Regions from separate parts of the Mus musculus genome. Here region 1 is linked to region 2. A link is a contact called in public promoter capture Hi-C data. All regions are on one chromosome and are shown on one strand. The core of a region is the stretch at or near the end of the contact, and the rest is flanking DNA. Distances in the headings are between cores, read along the strand shown. Region 1 holds the start of Gdf10 (growth differentiation factor 10). Region 2 has its middle 47 kb from the start of 4930503F20Rik.

Region 1 (7,160 bases), core at 1,810-4,309, 160 kb before region 2:
AGTGCACTTCAGGGAGGAGAGGAAGAGGGCAAGGAGTGTTGGTGTGATCTAGCTAAAAGCTAATAAATTGCAAATGAGCACATAGCAAGAACTGTTCAAAGTACTTGCCACTTCTGAGTTCCTTTAAAGCTGTTATCAGTTAGGAGGGGAGTCACAACTTAGAAGTGGAAAGAAACACTTAGAAGTCCTGAGAAGTGCTGTCCCTTGGTGGGGTCTGAGAACTGGGTCAGGGTGCTGCCAACAGACTCACACTCAGAACCTAAGCCTCCTGCAGATGAGGGTGAAACAGCTGTTACAGGTTTTGGGAGTAGGTGCTACCCTGGGGAGACAGCAGAAACCTGCCGGTGTGGAGTCTGCTGGGATTAGTAGGCTCCAGGATCAGGGCGGAGGCAAGGGGTCTGTGTTCTGCTCACAACACCCCAACAGACGGCTCTCCAGATCAAGTGGAAGGAACATCTGAGACTAATTATGAAGCAATGCAGATACGTCTAGGCAAGGTACAAACAACCAAACTCTGACCAATGCCAGACAGGAATCTACCTTCTATTCACCACTCACCTCGTCTACATACACACAAGAAAACATGTTCAGAACAGGGAGGAGACAGGTCCCACAGCACACGGACAGTAACTGCTGAAGTTGGAACTCACTCTTTAGCTTGTATCAGGGATCCAAGTGAAAGGATACTTTTCGACACTTCAGGACTGCACGGGAATTCTGATTTCTTAAACCTGTCTCTTCCAACCTGACTGATAATCTGCTCCCAGGCTTTGAGCTTAGTTCTGATGGAGAGAGGGTGGCAGTGGAAATGGCTGTTGTTGCCTCCTTGATGCAACAACTTTCTCCCCTGATCTGTCTTTCTGTCCTTATCTGTGAAATGGGAGTGCTGGATTTAAGGTCCAGTCCCCAGGCCATTAAAATGTTCACTATTATTTTGTGCTAGGAAGTCTCATCACCTTGGTATGGTGAAAACAGACACTACTGTACCCCTCCATAACCAGGCTGCAGCAGATGTTTGTGCCCAGTGGGATACGCTCACTTCTTGCAGTGGTGACCCCTGACGACCTTTCTGTTTGCACTTCAAGGTTCCAGGGGCAAGAGTTAATGGGCAACACAGGTCAAGTTCAAGCCTATAGGAACACAAAGCACCAATCACAGTACTTTCTGTTCCAAGCATTACAACACTACTCAATCTGGCCAGGGCGCTGGACGTACAGTATTACTCCATTTCATCTTTCTTCCACCCCAGAAAGGGGGATGCTGCTGTGTGCTGCCCATTTTATAAAGTACAAACAAGTCCACATAGTTTTAATGATTTAACTCAATAGTGCCAAATGTTCCTTAAGGGGCTTACTTTAATAAAGCTTCTCCAGAAACGAATGCCAGGCATTGACTAAAAGGTCCCAGGGAGGCCAGAGTTGGCCTAGAACCTAGGAACACATCCTGGTACGACGAAGGCTCTGTTCTTTGGAAAAGATGCCCCATTACCCATGTTCTGTCTGAATCGGAAGCCAAGATGGCGCCCAGTGAGCAGCAGGTGGGAAGCCCTGGGGCTGTACAGGTCAGCCTCGAAGATCGCCAAGGTTTGCGCCTATCGACCTTGGGAAAGAAGAGCGCAGACAGAAGGATTTTTCTCCTGGGGAACGGCCTCCTCCCAGACAGGACTGCAGGAGACCCCTGCCCACATTTTCTGGAAAGGCATTCTGAAACCATGAGCAGTCACCATGACAACCAGGGTCTTCTCACCACCTGCTTCCCAGACTTCACTTCCTCAGCACTCCCGCACTTAGCCCGGGCCTTGCAAGGGCTTCTCAGCCCAAAGTTAGTGGGCTGGGGCTCAGAGCCACCTTCCCTAAGAAGAGGGTGGGGAGAGCCTCTGTCAAATGGCCTCTGGCAAGTTCATCCCTAGGTGTGAAGAGAGTAAAGTGGGGCATGGACCAGGACCTGGGCAAGGTGCTTCTGGACCTTTTCTGAGACCTTTCTTCTGAAGTTTTCCGTCCTGAGGTCACAGGCTCTTAGTGCTCTGTGCTTTCTTGCTACCCAAATCAAGCTTCCTATCCGGGCTCCGTGCTTGGCACTTCCACTGGTGCTGCCTTGTGACTCGCTGAGCAATCCCTGTGACCCCCATACAGCAAGTGCCAGCACAACTTATGGCACGGATGGTCCTCAGTCCATGCCCATCTCCATTCTGTGCCTAAAGCCTTGAGTATATGCTGATAGTTGTCCAGCAGTTGTGCAAGCTCCCAGGGACAGGAGGTCTGCCACCAAGTACCACTTGTCCCAACTGCAAGCTCTGGCCTGGTTCAGGGAACTGAGTGGATTGTCAGTGGAAAGATGAATTAAAAGTCAGTACAAGAAAGGAAGGGAGAAGAAAGCTGCGAAGGAACAGAGAAAACAGATAGAGAACTGATGGATTAGGACTCCCGGTGCATCTTCTACTTACCCAGCCGGGCACGGAAGCTTCGGACGGTGTTGCCTCCTCCCGGTGGAGCACCTCTTCGGTTGTACTTCTCATAGAGCCTGAGCATGTGGATAGCGACCATGTCCTGGGCGCCTGGGCCCAGAGCGGCTGCTGCGTCCCCGGGTGACTGCTGGGAGTCCCTGTCCCCCTGCAGACCGGCAGCTGCCGAGGGCAATGAGGACCATGAGGGGCCCCTGTGGCCGCAGCCTGCGCCCCGCAGCAGCAGGAGCAGCGGCACCATGGGCAGCAGCTGGGACCCCAAGCTGATCCGAGCAGGACCTGGAGCCATGGCTGAGTAACGGTGGTGAAGGGTCTGAGCCCAGGAGAACAGACAAGGAGGGCTCAGTGTTGGCTGTGCACCTCGTCCGCGGCTGGAGTGTCCCTGTGGGACTCGGACAGCCCGGATGACCCCACTCGAGGTATCGGGATTGGCTCTCTGTAGCAGCGCTGTGCGCCGAGCATCCGCGCCGCCGGGCCAGCGACCACGGCTATCCTGAGCCGCGTGGAGCTCAGCCGAGCCCGCGCCGGCGCGCTCCCTTGACGGCCTCGCGCTGCAAACTTTGCAGCCCACGGAGCGGCGCCGGGACTGGCGAGTTCGAGGGGCGGGGCGGGGCGAGGTGGCCGATAGCGCCCTCGGGGGTGCGGGGGGCGGGGATCCTGCTGTGTCCCCACTCGCCGCCGCCAAGAGACGGTCTGTGGCCCCGGTGTGCTGTGCGTGCGTCCCGGTGTGCGGGCGTGCGCGCGCCGGGGTGTGCGCTCCCGAGTGTGGGGGCCGTGGGTGTGGGCGGGCGCGCTCCCCGCTCCCCCGCCGAGAGCCGGAGACTAGCCCCGCAGCCGGCTCCGGAGTGTCGCTGCCTGCAGCTGAGCCAGGGCGTCGCGGGGGCTGGGCGGGCTTTGGAGGGGGCCCGCCTGCGGGGTTGTCCCTGCAATGGCATGCTATGGCTATGTGGTTGGAAGATGACAGCTCCCCCATGAGGACCCAGAGGCCATGTGTGCCTAGTTGTCTCTGAGCTAGTGTGTGCTCAAAATGCAAAGGTGCAGTCTTGGGAACAGGAGCTCCGGCGATTTAACAACAGAAGGTGTGTGTGTGTGTGTGTGTGTGTGTGTGTGTGTGTGTGTGTGTTTCCAAAGCTCAACCAACCTAAATCGGTGGAAGCAAGATCTTGATCAAAACACAAAATTAGAATCATCAGGTTAACTTGACCCTTTCTTTGGCAACGGTGTTTCCACTTGTTGAAGACACACAGGAAAGGTCTGTAGAAAACATCGGACAGGATTGCTTAAAAAAGAAAAGGGCATGCTTTCAATTTACTTTGTAAAAAGTTTCAAAGCGTCAGGGAAGGAGGAGAAAAAGCCCACAGTTTTCTTGAAAAAGAGTTCCGAATGAAGTGCTGGTGTAGGGTGTCGCTGACCCCTGCTAGGGCAGCTTAGTCCCGGGGCAGAAGGGCAGCCCCAAAGGTGCTTCACTCTAGCAAACTTACCTCCCTATAGATAGAATTCGGGGTCCTGGTGGGGGAAGATCTGGTCATTTTTACCAACTTTAACTGAAACATAGTAATTTCTAATGTTATGTGAACAAGAAAGCAGTCATAGTGGCAAGTGCTGTGGCTTTTCACAGATAGACATTAGTTAGATATTTTCATTGGACCTGGGAAGGTTTTCCAGATTTCCCAAAGTAAATTTTTTGCTTAAACACTATTGAAATTACAACAAGTCTTGGGCCCTGCTAATTAAGGAATTAATGAAATAGAATATTTATTATTGTCATGCTGCAGAGGTGCTTTAAGATATTTTTATATATTAGAGTACTGTTGGTTTTCTCTGTTAACTTGGGAATTCCATTTTGTGCATTTAAAAACATTCTTTAGGAGAGGAGTCCACAGAATTTAGCAGGCTAGAAAGACGCCCAGGGACCTAAACGTGAAGGACTCTTTAGACTCTAGATGCTGTGACCTTTTAATACAGTTCTTCCTGTTTTGGTAAACCCCAACCATAAAATTATTTCTATTGCTACTTCTTAACTGTAATTTAATTGCTGTCTTGAATTGTAACATAAATATCTGTTTTCCATTCACATGGTTTTAGCAGACCCACCTGAAAATTTCATTAGACCCTCAAAATGGTTGCAACTCACAGGTTGAGAACCCCTGCATTAGAGGGACAGGACCCCCTTCAAGCCCACACTCTTCTCTGTGCTGCAGGCTAATAGTTAGTACACTCATGAACCCAATGTTCCTCTTACCTGGTGACTCTGGGCTTTGGGAGCCAAAATAGTTACTTTATTTTGGAGGGATCACAGTGCAATAATTGAAATTTTCCTGGAAAAGCCTTCTGTTGCTTTGTAAAATGACTATTTATAGTTTTTTTATTTTTATTTTTTATTTATTTATTTTTTTTAATCTCAGACTATCATATTAGAATCCATCCTTCCCAGAGCTGTGAAGCTTTGGCCTGTAGTTTTTGGAAGCGCTAAGGGGTGGCGTTTATTATGTATATAAATACGTAGTATTTTGAAAATTAACTCACATCACATTCAACTTCCCATTCGTATACAGTTCCCACTTGTTCTGTGAACTGGCTTTCCCAAAAGGACTGGAGTTGAGAGCCCATCAGGTCCCAGCTCTGGGCCTGAATCTCTCCTCATAAATGGACCAGACCATCCTCCCTTATAAATGTCCTCCCCCATCTCACTTCCCTCCTTCCCCATGTGCCCTCACTTTCCCTTGCCACCCCCTCTTCTCCTCTCCCCAAGAATGCCTCTGACCTGTGCCAGCTGGGGGTAACCTCTGCTCAGGGGTAGTTTTGTCTCTGCTGGGGCCAACACAATCGAGGTCTGTGAAAAGGAGGGGAGTCTGCAGGAGGCCGGCACAAGCTGGGCTATTCGGATCCTTGTCCATTAAAGCCTCTTCGCTCTCCTTAACCCATTCTGGCTCCATTCAAGCCACCTCGAGGGTCAGGCTTTAGCAGGCTCTAAAACCTGTAGGGTCCAGATTCTTTGACATTGTTTCGAAAGAATTAAGGCATCAACCAGGGACGGCTAATATTTCTTGCCTCATTTTATTGCCGAACAGCAGGACTGTAAAGTTCTGAACACTGGAGCACTGTGGCCCCCTTTCATGTGGCCGAGATGATGGGATAAAAATGTGTTTGGTGAAGCAATTCAGATTACCACTGGGTCACATCCTCGCTAGCTCCCAGCACAGCACTCTAAGCAGCAAAGCACAGACAAGAAGCAATCTGTGCGAACGCAGCTCGTGCTGAACAGTGCTTGAGCGTGGAAATGAGGCTAATTGTGGAGCTTGCCAATGAACATGTTTTGTTTTTAATAGTTCAGGCTGTGGCTCAGAATAATAAGAGTGGTGATGGCTGACTATGGATCTAAGTCTTCTAATCCCCTGCTTCCATAGCTTCCCACACAGTTATTCTGCTCTTGGGGCAGGGGGACCATTCTGTTAAAAGCAGGCTCTTGACTTTATGCGTCGGGATGCCGGATTGTACTCTCTAGAGACAGGATACTAGTTTAGGGGACTTCAGCCTTAGGTCTTCTGTGCCACACATTCTGGGGGGAAGGAGGGCTGTCTTTAACACAGAAGATGGTGAGAAAAGGGTGAAGAGTCCCTGTGATTGGAAGGCCCACACCTCAATATAGCAGGGAATAATCTGATAGCTCTAAATAGCAAGGACCACAGGGTTTCTTAGAAATCACTCCCCAGGGTAGACAGCGAATGAAAAGCTCTTCTTGCCCTCATTTGATAGTCCTACCCAATTCCTCTGTGACTGAGTCAGTTTGTGATTCTAACCAGCTCTGTTGCTCTGGGATAGCACCACAGCCCCTCTAAACTCTGAAAGGTGGTCTCACCCCTAGGACTGTATGCTGTGCCTTGGGCTTCGTGTCAATGCAGCCTTGGAAGTGAGAGCATCCATGTGGCCCTGTGAAGCCATTTGGGGGCTATGTTCATGTCCCATTGCCACTGTTACTCAGCTGTGTGGCCTTAGGCAACTTAATCGCGTTCTCTGAGCTTCAGTTTCTTCAGCTCTATACATGGACACGAGCAGAACACTGTGAGGTTTATTGGTAGTGTTCCGATGAGAGATGGTAGGAAGTTGCACTGATAGCATCATTACCGCTCCTGGCGTGGTGGGTTTGAAAGAGGTCCTGGCACATTCACAGTGGACCCAGACACCGGGAGATATGGTGAAAACCTCTGTAGAGGAATCCCTTTTGTTGGTGCACACTGCTAAAAGTTAAATGGGAAGGGATATGTTTCCCTGGCTAGCAAGTGTTAGCCCTCCAGAATGAGCTGTTGTTAGCCCTGCGTCTGTGGCATGATTCACGGCTCTTCATCTAAATTTCCAAAGCTCTTGGCCCTTAAAGGACAAAAGAAACGCCAGCAAGTCCCTGTCCCCATTTGGGGCATGAGCTGTGGGGCGCTAGAGACAAGAATCTCAGGGCCTCTCCTGGCTGCCAGGCCAGAGTGTAATAAATCTGTGAAATAACAAGCACAAAGGACTTTATAATCAATGACAGATTTTATTTTTGCTCTGGCAAAATCCATCCGTGGAGTTCACATTTTATGGGGAAATAACTACCCAGTCTGTGACTCCTCCTCAGCCCAAAATTCTCTTTCTGTAAGTTGGGAAAACTCAGAGGATCAGACTTGGCGACTCTGAGAACCCTGGCCAGGGAAAGCGCAACTTC
Region 2 (7,276 bases), core at 2,741-5,240:
AAAATTGGAAAATTAGGTAGCAAACTTCAAAGAAACTTATAATTTTGTGTGCTATTTAAAAATCAAGAATGAGGGCTTAAAAGATTGCTCAGCTGAAGGGGTTTGCAGGGTTCCTCCCTGTAGGAGGAACAACAATATGAACTAACCAGTATGCCCAGAGCTCCCAGGGACTAAACCACCAACCAAAGAGTACACATGGAGAGACCCATGGCTCCAGCCACATATGTAGCAGAGGATGGCCTTGTCAGTCATCAGTGGAAGAAGAGGCCCTAGGTCCTGTGAAGGCTCTATGCCTCTGTACAGGGGAATGCCAGGGCGAGGAAGCAGGAGTGGGTGGGTTGGTGAGCAGAGGGAGGTGGGAGGGTATAGAGGGTTTTCTGAGGGCAAATCTGGAAAGGGGTTCACATTGGAAATGTAAATAAATAAAATATGTAATAAAACAAAAAATTAAAATAAAAAAAAGATTGTTCAGTGGTTAAGAGCATTGGCTTCTCTCCCAGAGGACCTGAGTTTAATTTTCAGCACCCACATGGTGGCTGACAACCATCTGTAAACCGATTCCTAGAGGATCAAAACCCTATTCTGACTGCCACAGGCACCAGACTCACATGTGTGCACAAAAGTACATGTAGGCACATAGCCTATATACATTAAGACAATTTAAAAGAGTGATTTATAAACTCATGATATATGCTTTTATTTTTAAAAAAAAATCCCAGAAATAAAGCATAAGCAGAATTGGGGGTGTGGCTTAGTTTGCACAGTGCCTGCCTAGTGTGCATGAAGCCCTGGGATCATACACCAGTACCATGAAAACCAGCCATTGTGCTGTATGCCTATAATAGCATTCAGGAAAACCACAAGTTCTTTTTCCTTGCCATATAGTGAGTTGAGGCATATGAGACCCAGTCTCAAAATCAAAGCAAAACCAAATGAAAGTCATCATAGAAGAGAGACCTTATAAAATGAGTTTAAAATATACAACCGTGTTAGAATTTATCTTGAAGTCTCTTCTAATATTAATTTATAACTGTTAGATTTCAAGTCTGGGGCAAGTGGGTAAGGTACCTATTTAACACCATCAAAGCAGACCTGACCACCAGGCTCTCTATTCCTACCTGTTATAGGCTATGACTGGCATACCCGACCCTCTACCCTGAACTCTTGAGCCCAGAGGCTGGGCTGCTCTTCCCTACATAATCCAGCCATCTCAGTTACCCACTTTGTACCTTGGCCTCCTGGCTTCTGCACCTGAGTCTCCTCTCTTTCTCATCTCTTCCCCTCCCCCTCTCCCCACATGCACATCTCAGTCTGGTCATGTCCACTCTAGACTCTCTGATGCTCCTGCCTCTGGCTGGGCTCTCCCACATATCTATAGCAAATGTTCTCTTTCACAATACTTAGGAAGTTATTTTTCTTTTCCTTTTAATTTCTTTTTTATTTTTGTCATTCAATAACAACCAGCATTTTAGTACTAGAAAACTATTGCTCGCTCATAGAACAACTTGCAAAAGTCTGTCTATAGTGGACTGGAGAGATAGGTCAGCAGTTAAGAGTGTTTGCTGTCCTTACAGAGGGTCTGGATTCAGTTCCTAACACTCATATGGTGGCTCATAATGATTTATAATGCCAGTTCCAAGGATCTGATGTCCTCTTTTGACTTCTGAAGGGTGCCAGGCACACACAGTGCATAATACATATAGGCAGGAAGACACTTATACACATAAAATAAAATAAAATAAAATGTCTTTTAAAAGAAAATGTTTGTAGCACTTCTTGTATTTAAAATTTTTTTAAGTAGGGAACAATGAACAATGCCAATGATCTGCAATAGCAGAATGGATAAACTGTCCTACATTCAGGCAAGGAGCCATACCCCAGTGTACACAATATGAGTGCATTGTGCAGACATCCTGTTTACAAAAATGATGTCATGGACCAAAGGATACATACTGCATGATTTCCTTTGTCTGACATTCAAGGACAAAACTAATCCACGGTGATTGTGTTCTTTTCTTTTCTTGTTGTGTAACAGAGCATGTCCAAAGTTATCAACATCAACTAACACTAACATAGTCACATACATATCTGATGTATATGTATATGTATAACACTAACAGTCACATACATATCTGATGTATATGTATAACACTAACAGTCACATACATATCTGATGTATATGTATATACATATATCTCAGTATCTGGGAGTCAGGAGTCCAGAGATGACTTGGCTGGATTCCTTGGGTTAAGCATTTCCCACAAGGCTTCTTCAAAGTATTGACCAGGTCAATCATCTCAAAACATGATTGGGGGAGATATTCTCCTACGCTCACTCAGGTGGCTATGGCAAGCCTTGATGACTATTGGCTGGACAGATGATCTCTCATATGTGCGTCTCTTCACACTGGTCTCTCCCAGAGCTAAAGCTGCAGAAGACAGCGCAAAAGATGACCAGGAAGACAGAAATGACAATGCCTTTGTAATCAACCTCGGAAGAGACAGAAATTTCCTTGGCATGGCCCATACTTCAGTAGACGGTAGCTTACAAAGTCTTAAATACCATGGCAAAGGTGAACAGGGCTCTCTTAGAAACTGACCCTACCATGGGAAAATACAGGACAGCAATCCTGAACTTTTAGTTGTGGCTTATATGTGCATATATAGTTGTCAAGATTCTTCAGTTTATACATGCATTATGTATATCACTACACTAGTTTTCCCTTGGTTTTTAAATACATTATTTAAAGAAGAATTTTTCCTTTCAGATGCCATTTGACATGAATGCTGTCCCTTCTGCAGCAGACTCTATAGAGAGAACCACAGGAAAACACGTCCATTTATCATGTTTTACTCCGAGTACACAGACGCCATCAAGTCAAAGCAACACAAAGACTGTATTTTTATAAGGCTGTATTTACTCTCTTCTGGGAAGGATGTTCACGACGTCTGGCCAAACCTCTAGAACTTGGTTGAAGATCTGAGAGCGACTAACCACAGCTCCTTCACTTCAAATTCTCATCAAGTTCCCCCAAAGTGAGAACGAGATACAGCCCTGGACCTCAGAGGCCCTCAGGAAAATGAAAATGGGCTAGAATCAGGCTGGAGCTAAGGAGTGTTCACTAGCATCAATCCCCTGCTGCAGGCTGCTACACTTCTGACTGGTCACATGGAGTTTGGGACAGCAAACACCCATTTATTTATAAGGGGTGTCTGACAAATCAGGCACCGTAGGTGAATCTGGAGCAGGCAGCTTGCATTTCTCATAAAATAGACAAAGCTTTAAAGGTTAATAAGGGTTTGTTCACGTTCTTTTAAAACTTTCCAAGTCTAAAACATCAGAAAAGAGGTTTCTGCCCACTTTCAAAGCCCAGGATAGTCGCTTATGTTTAAGAAGGAGATCGACTGTAAGTGAATGACTTCATTCCACCACCACCCCACTGTTCTTGGATAGGGACAATAGATTGGTTCATTACTGAGGGTTTTCATTTAGGTTATTGAGAGCTATCCACACGAAAGGCATCATATTAAGCCTGGGAGGAGGGCCAGGCTTAGCCAAACGGGACAGGCATAGCCAAATAAGTAGATTTGAACTCTCTTCCCAGGATTAGTACTAGAGATGAGGCTCGTGGTAGTCTTGAGATATTGTCTTTGAGTTTGGGCAGGAGGTGATTCAAACACTGACCTCCAGTAGATGAGTGACCTGGGAATTCCCAGTTGTCAAGAACAAACACTTCCAGGGTTGCTGAACCCTACGCCACCCTGTAAGGTCATCCATAAAGAAGGAAATACAAAAAGGCTTATATGTGTGCTTACTGGCTCTTCAGCCGGGCTCCATCCTCACCCTCTGCAGCTGACACAGAGAAGGCTGACAGTGATGCAAACTCAAAGTGAAGTGTGGTTTTGAAAATTCACATCCATTAACACTGTAACATGACCCATGGCTGCCCGAAACTCAGAGAGGGCTCTCAGGAGAGGAGAATGGCCCCTTTCAGTCTTTGTCGTGGTGGAAGGAATTGCAAGAATCAGTTACATTTCCCTGTCTAGGCTCTGCCCAGTCCTCTATGTCCTCTCAGGATTCATCGGGCCCAGCAATTGCAGCAGACATAGCACAATCTGGAGGCAATAAAGTCCCAATACATTTATGCTTATCACCCCTCTCCCCACAAACATTCACAGGGACATGGAAAAATCTGAGGAATCCATTTTCAGTTGATCCTAGAAATGCCTTTGTTGCCAAACTTGAAGGCTCGTTTGATTTCTATCACATCCTTAACTAGTTCTGAGTTGCAACACAGCGTTGAAGAAAAATGTGCAGGCTTTAGACCTTTCTCCAGTGCATTTTCTCGGGCAAGTGGTTTCTCTGCCTCTCCGATTACTGACCATGCAAAGAGTGGATGGCAATTCAAAGGAGGGTTCACAATTGGAAGAGGGCCACCAGTAGAGCTACTTAGCACGCAGTTCTTCAACGTCATATTCCATGTGACTGGTGACCTTGGAATTACACAACATGGTGCCTTTAACTACCACTCACAAGTTCAGGGACTGACCAAAAGTTCCCAGAAGGCAGAATTCCTGGGCCCTTGTATAAGATTTTCTTTGGAAATTCAAGCCATGAGGAGCCTGATGGAATCTGGAAACTCCTTACAATAATTAGTCTGTTTACAAATAAAATGTTTAAAATAGAAATCACAAGGATCAAAATCAAAACAAGAAGGTAAAAAGCCAAAAGGTAGGAAACAAATAAAAGTGTAGCCCTGTAGGGTGTTCCACAGTTCACATAACCAGGGCTTCACATCCAAAGGCAATGGAAGTAAGAAAATTGAATAACTGCTAATGGACTTTTAGTTTTAGACAGATTTGCTATACAGCAGGGTTGGTTGGGAACTCACAAAGAGCTGTCTGTCTCTGTATCCCCAGTATTGGTGTTGAAGGTATAAACTACCATGATTGGCTTGAAATATGCCATTTGTGTGTGTGTGTGTGTGTGTGTGTGTGTGTGTGTGTGAGAGAGAGAGAGTGGGGGTGGGAATACACCTGTATGCACTTGAATGTAGAGGCCAGAGTGGAGACAGAGCCCCTACTTCTCATTTTTGAGGAAAGACAGCTCTCTCTGTCTCTGTCTCTCTGTCCCTCTGTGTCTCTGTCTGTCTGTCTCTCTCTGTATCTGTCTCTCTGTCTCTGTCTCTCTCTGTCTCTGTCTCTGTCTCTCTCTCTCTGTCTCTCTGTCTCTCTCTCTCTCTCTCACACACACACACACACACACACACACACGGAATTTGTTAAGTAGACTCAGCTGGCTATCAGTGAGCCCTAAGAATCCACCTTTTTTTTTCCCACCTCAGAATTACAAATACACACCACAGAGCAAAGCTTTTAAATGTACATTCTTAGATGTACATTCTAGGGCTCAAACTCAGGTCTTAATGCCTGCAAGGCAAACACTTTATCACCTGTGCTATCTTTTCAGATCACTTCCTGAGAGAGGAAGGAATAGATTCATACAGTAAGAGTTTGGAATTGTGAGCTAAATATCAGAGAGCATCATCAGTGATGGGACCGTGTGGGGAAAGCAGACATCTAAAAGTGAAAATCATAGTCATTGGAAATAAAGACTATGACAAAGAGGACAGAAGGGAAGGGCAGGGTTCAAGGAGAAGTGATTTAGGAACCAATCTGAACCATGTCTTGTCACCCGGTTGGCAGAGAGAGCAGGCAGGCAAAAGAAGGAACACATAAAAGACAACAAGGGAGAGCAGGTCGCGAGTCCCCAAAACGCACCTCCTGAGAGCGCCACTAAATGGAGAGGAGAAAAGGGAGGTCTTTCTGGATCTGAAGAAGTCAATATCTAAAGATTAGAGCAGTGGGTAGGATGCCAAGTCAGACAATTGAGAGTGGAGAGGATCTCAGGAGATGGCCTGGTTGGTAAAATGAGCTCATAAGCGTATATCGCCCACATAAACCATCATGTACAGCAGCACTTGCTATAACCCCAGCACTAGGGAGGTGGAGACAGGTGCATTCACAGACACTGCAGACCAGTCAACCTACCCAAATCACTGAGGTCCAGGGTTAGTGAGACACCCTATCCCCAAAAATATATAGTGGAGAGAGATTAATGAAGACGCCCAATGTCAACCTCTGGTCTTCCAGCCCCTGGTCCGCTACCAAACCATTAGCTTAGCACCTAAAAGACAGGCTTCCAGCACGCTTATGAGAGAGCATCTAGATCTAGATTAGTAATTTGAATGGAAATGAGCCTCATAGGCTCAGAGGGAGTAGCACTCCTGGGAAGTGTGGCCCTTTGGAGTAGGTGTAGCCTTATTGGAGGAAGTGTGCCTTTGCCAGCGGGCTTTGAGGTTTCCGAACCTCTAACCAGGCCCAATGGCTCATTCTCTCTTCCTGCTACCTGTCCAGCCAGATGTAGAACTTTCAGCTACCTCTTCAACATAATGTCTGCCTGTGTGTCACCAATGTTCCAGCCATGATGATAATAGACTAAACCTCTGAACTGTTATCCAGTCCCAATTAAATGTTTTTCTTTTATAAGAGTTCTGATCACGGTGTCTATTCACAGCAATGGAACACCTAACTAAGACAGCCTTTAAGAGTGAGGCATTGTTTTAGTTATCTAACATTTAATAATTATATATTAAATATATTTAATTAATATGTGAAAGAGCCACATTAATTATGAGCAGGGTCATTCTGAGCAGTGGATCCTAGACTGTCTAAGTGGAGGGGACAGGATGAGCACAGGGAGCATGCATTCATTATTCTCTGTTCCTGATGATGGATGCCACAAGGCCAGCTCCCCTTAAGATCCTGCTACTCTTGAGTTTGCTATGATGGACTGCAACCTAGACCTGTGCTCTAAAGTAAGCCCTTTATTCCTGAAGCTGCTTCTGTCAGGATATTCTATCACAGTCACAGGAAAGTAAGCCAAGATTGTGCACACATATATACAAGTGCACTCATACGTGCACATACTGTGATGATAAATACTGATTTTCAGCTTTATAATGGATTTTTAATCACTACGGAAACAAAGGCATGAGCTTATCTGTGAGGGAGTTTCTAGATTTGATAAGTTAAGGTGTTAAGACCAACCCTAAATTTGAATGGTCCAGGCTTCATCAAAAAGCAAAAGTGGTGTCCATCATTCATTGCTCTCTGCTCCTTGACTGTCACTGCAATGTGACCAGGTAACTCATGCTCCTGCAGCCACGATGGGCTGTATTCTGCAACAGTGACCCAAATTAAGCTTTGTGGGATGG

Evidence for each region. Promoter capture Hi-C pulls out the DNA fragments that hold promoters and counts their contacts.
Region 1: a contact with region 2 is called in a promoter capture Hi-C map of second pharyngeal arch cranial neural crest, with 3 times the contacts expected there. The contact joins the promoter of Gdf10 here to the enhancer-like site in region 2. A contact is called at or near these places in 12 of 39 promoter capture datasets (the 3T3-L1 cell line, 3T3-L1-derived adipocytes, cranial neural crest and 8 more), 4 of 484 Hi-C or Micro-C datasets (8-cell embryo, liver, neurons and 1 more), 7 of 115 datasets of contacts at active chromatin or transcription factors (SST interneurons, craniofacial prominence, embryonic limb bud and 4 more) and 2 of 9 other capture datasets (embryonic stem cells and pancreatic islet).

Annotation. Positions count from the first base shown.
Region 1 is chr14:33,919,486-33,926,645 of GRCm38.p6, reverse strand. Gdf10 (growth differentiation factor 10) reads right to left here and starts at 3,059. Exons shown (of 3, transcript NM_145741.3): 1 at 2,444-3,059. The coding sequence starts at 2,750. It overlaps Gm30031 (a long non-coding RNA gene), which reads left to right and starts at 3,547. Exons shown (of 4, transcript XR_001781214.1): 1 at 3,547-7,160.
Region 2 is chr14:33,760,600-33,767,875 of GRCm38.p6, reverse strand. No RefSeq gene overlaps it. Among named protein-coding and RNA genes, the nearest start is that of 4930503F20Rik, 47 kb to the left of the region's middle. Within about 2 kb of position 3,990, at least 12 of the 459 cell types and tissues checked have an H3K27ac peak or open chromatin away from gene starts, as enhancers often do. A contact at or near this core is called in craniofacial prominence and second pharyngeal arch cranial neural crest, where this site is marked.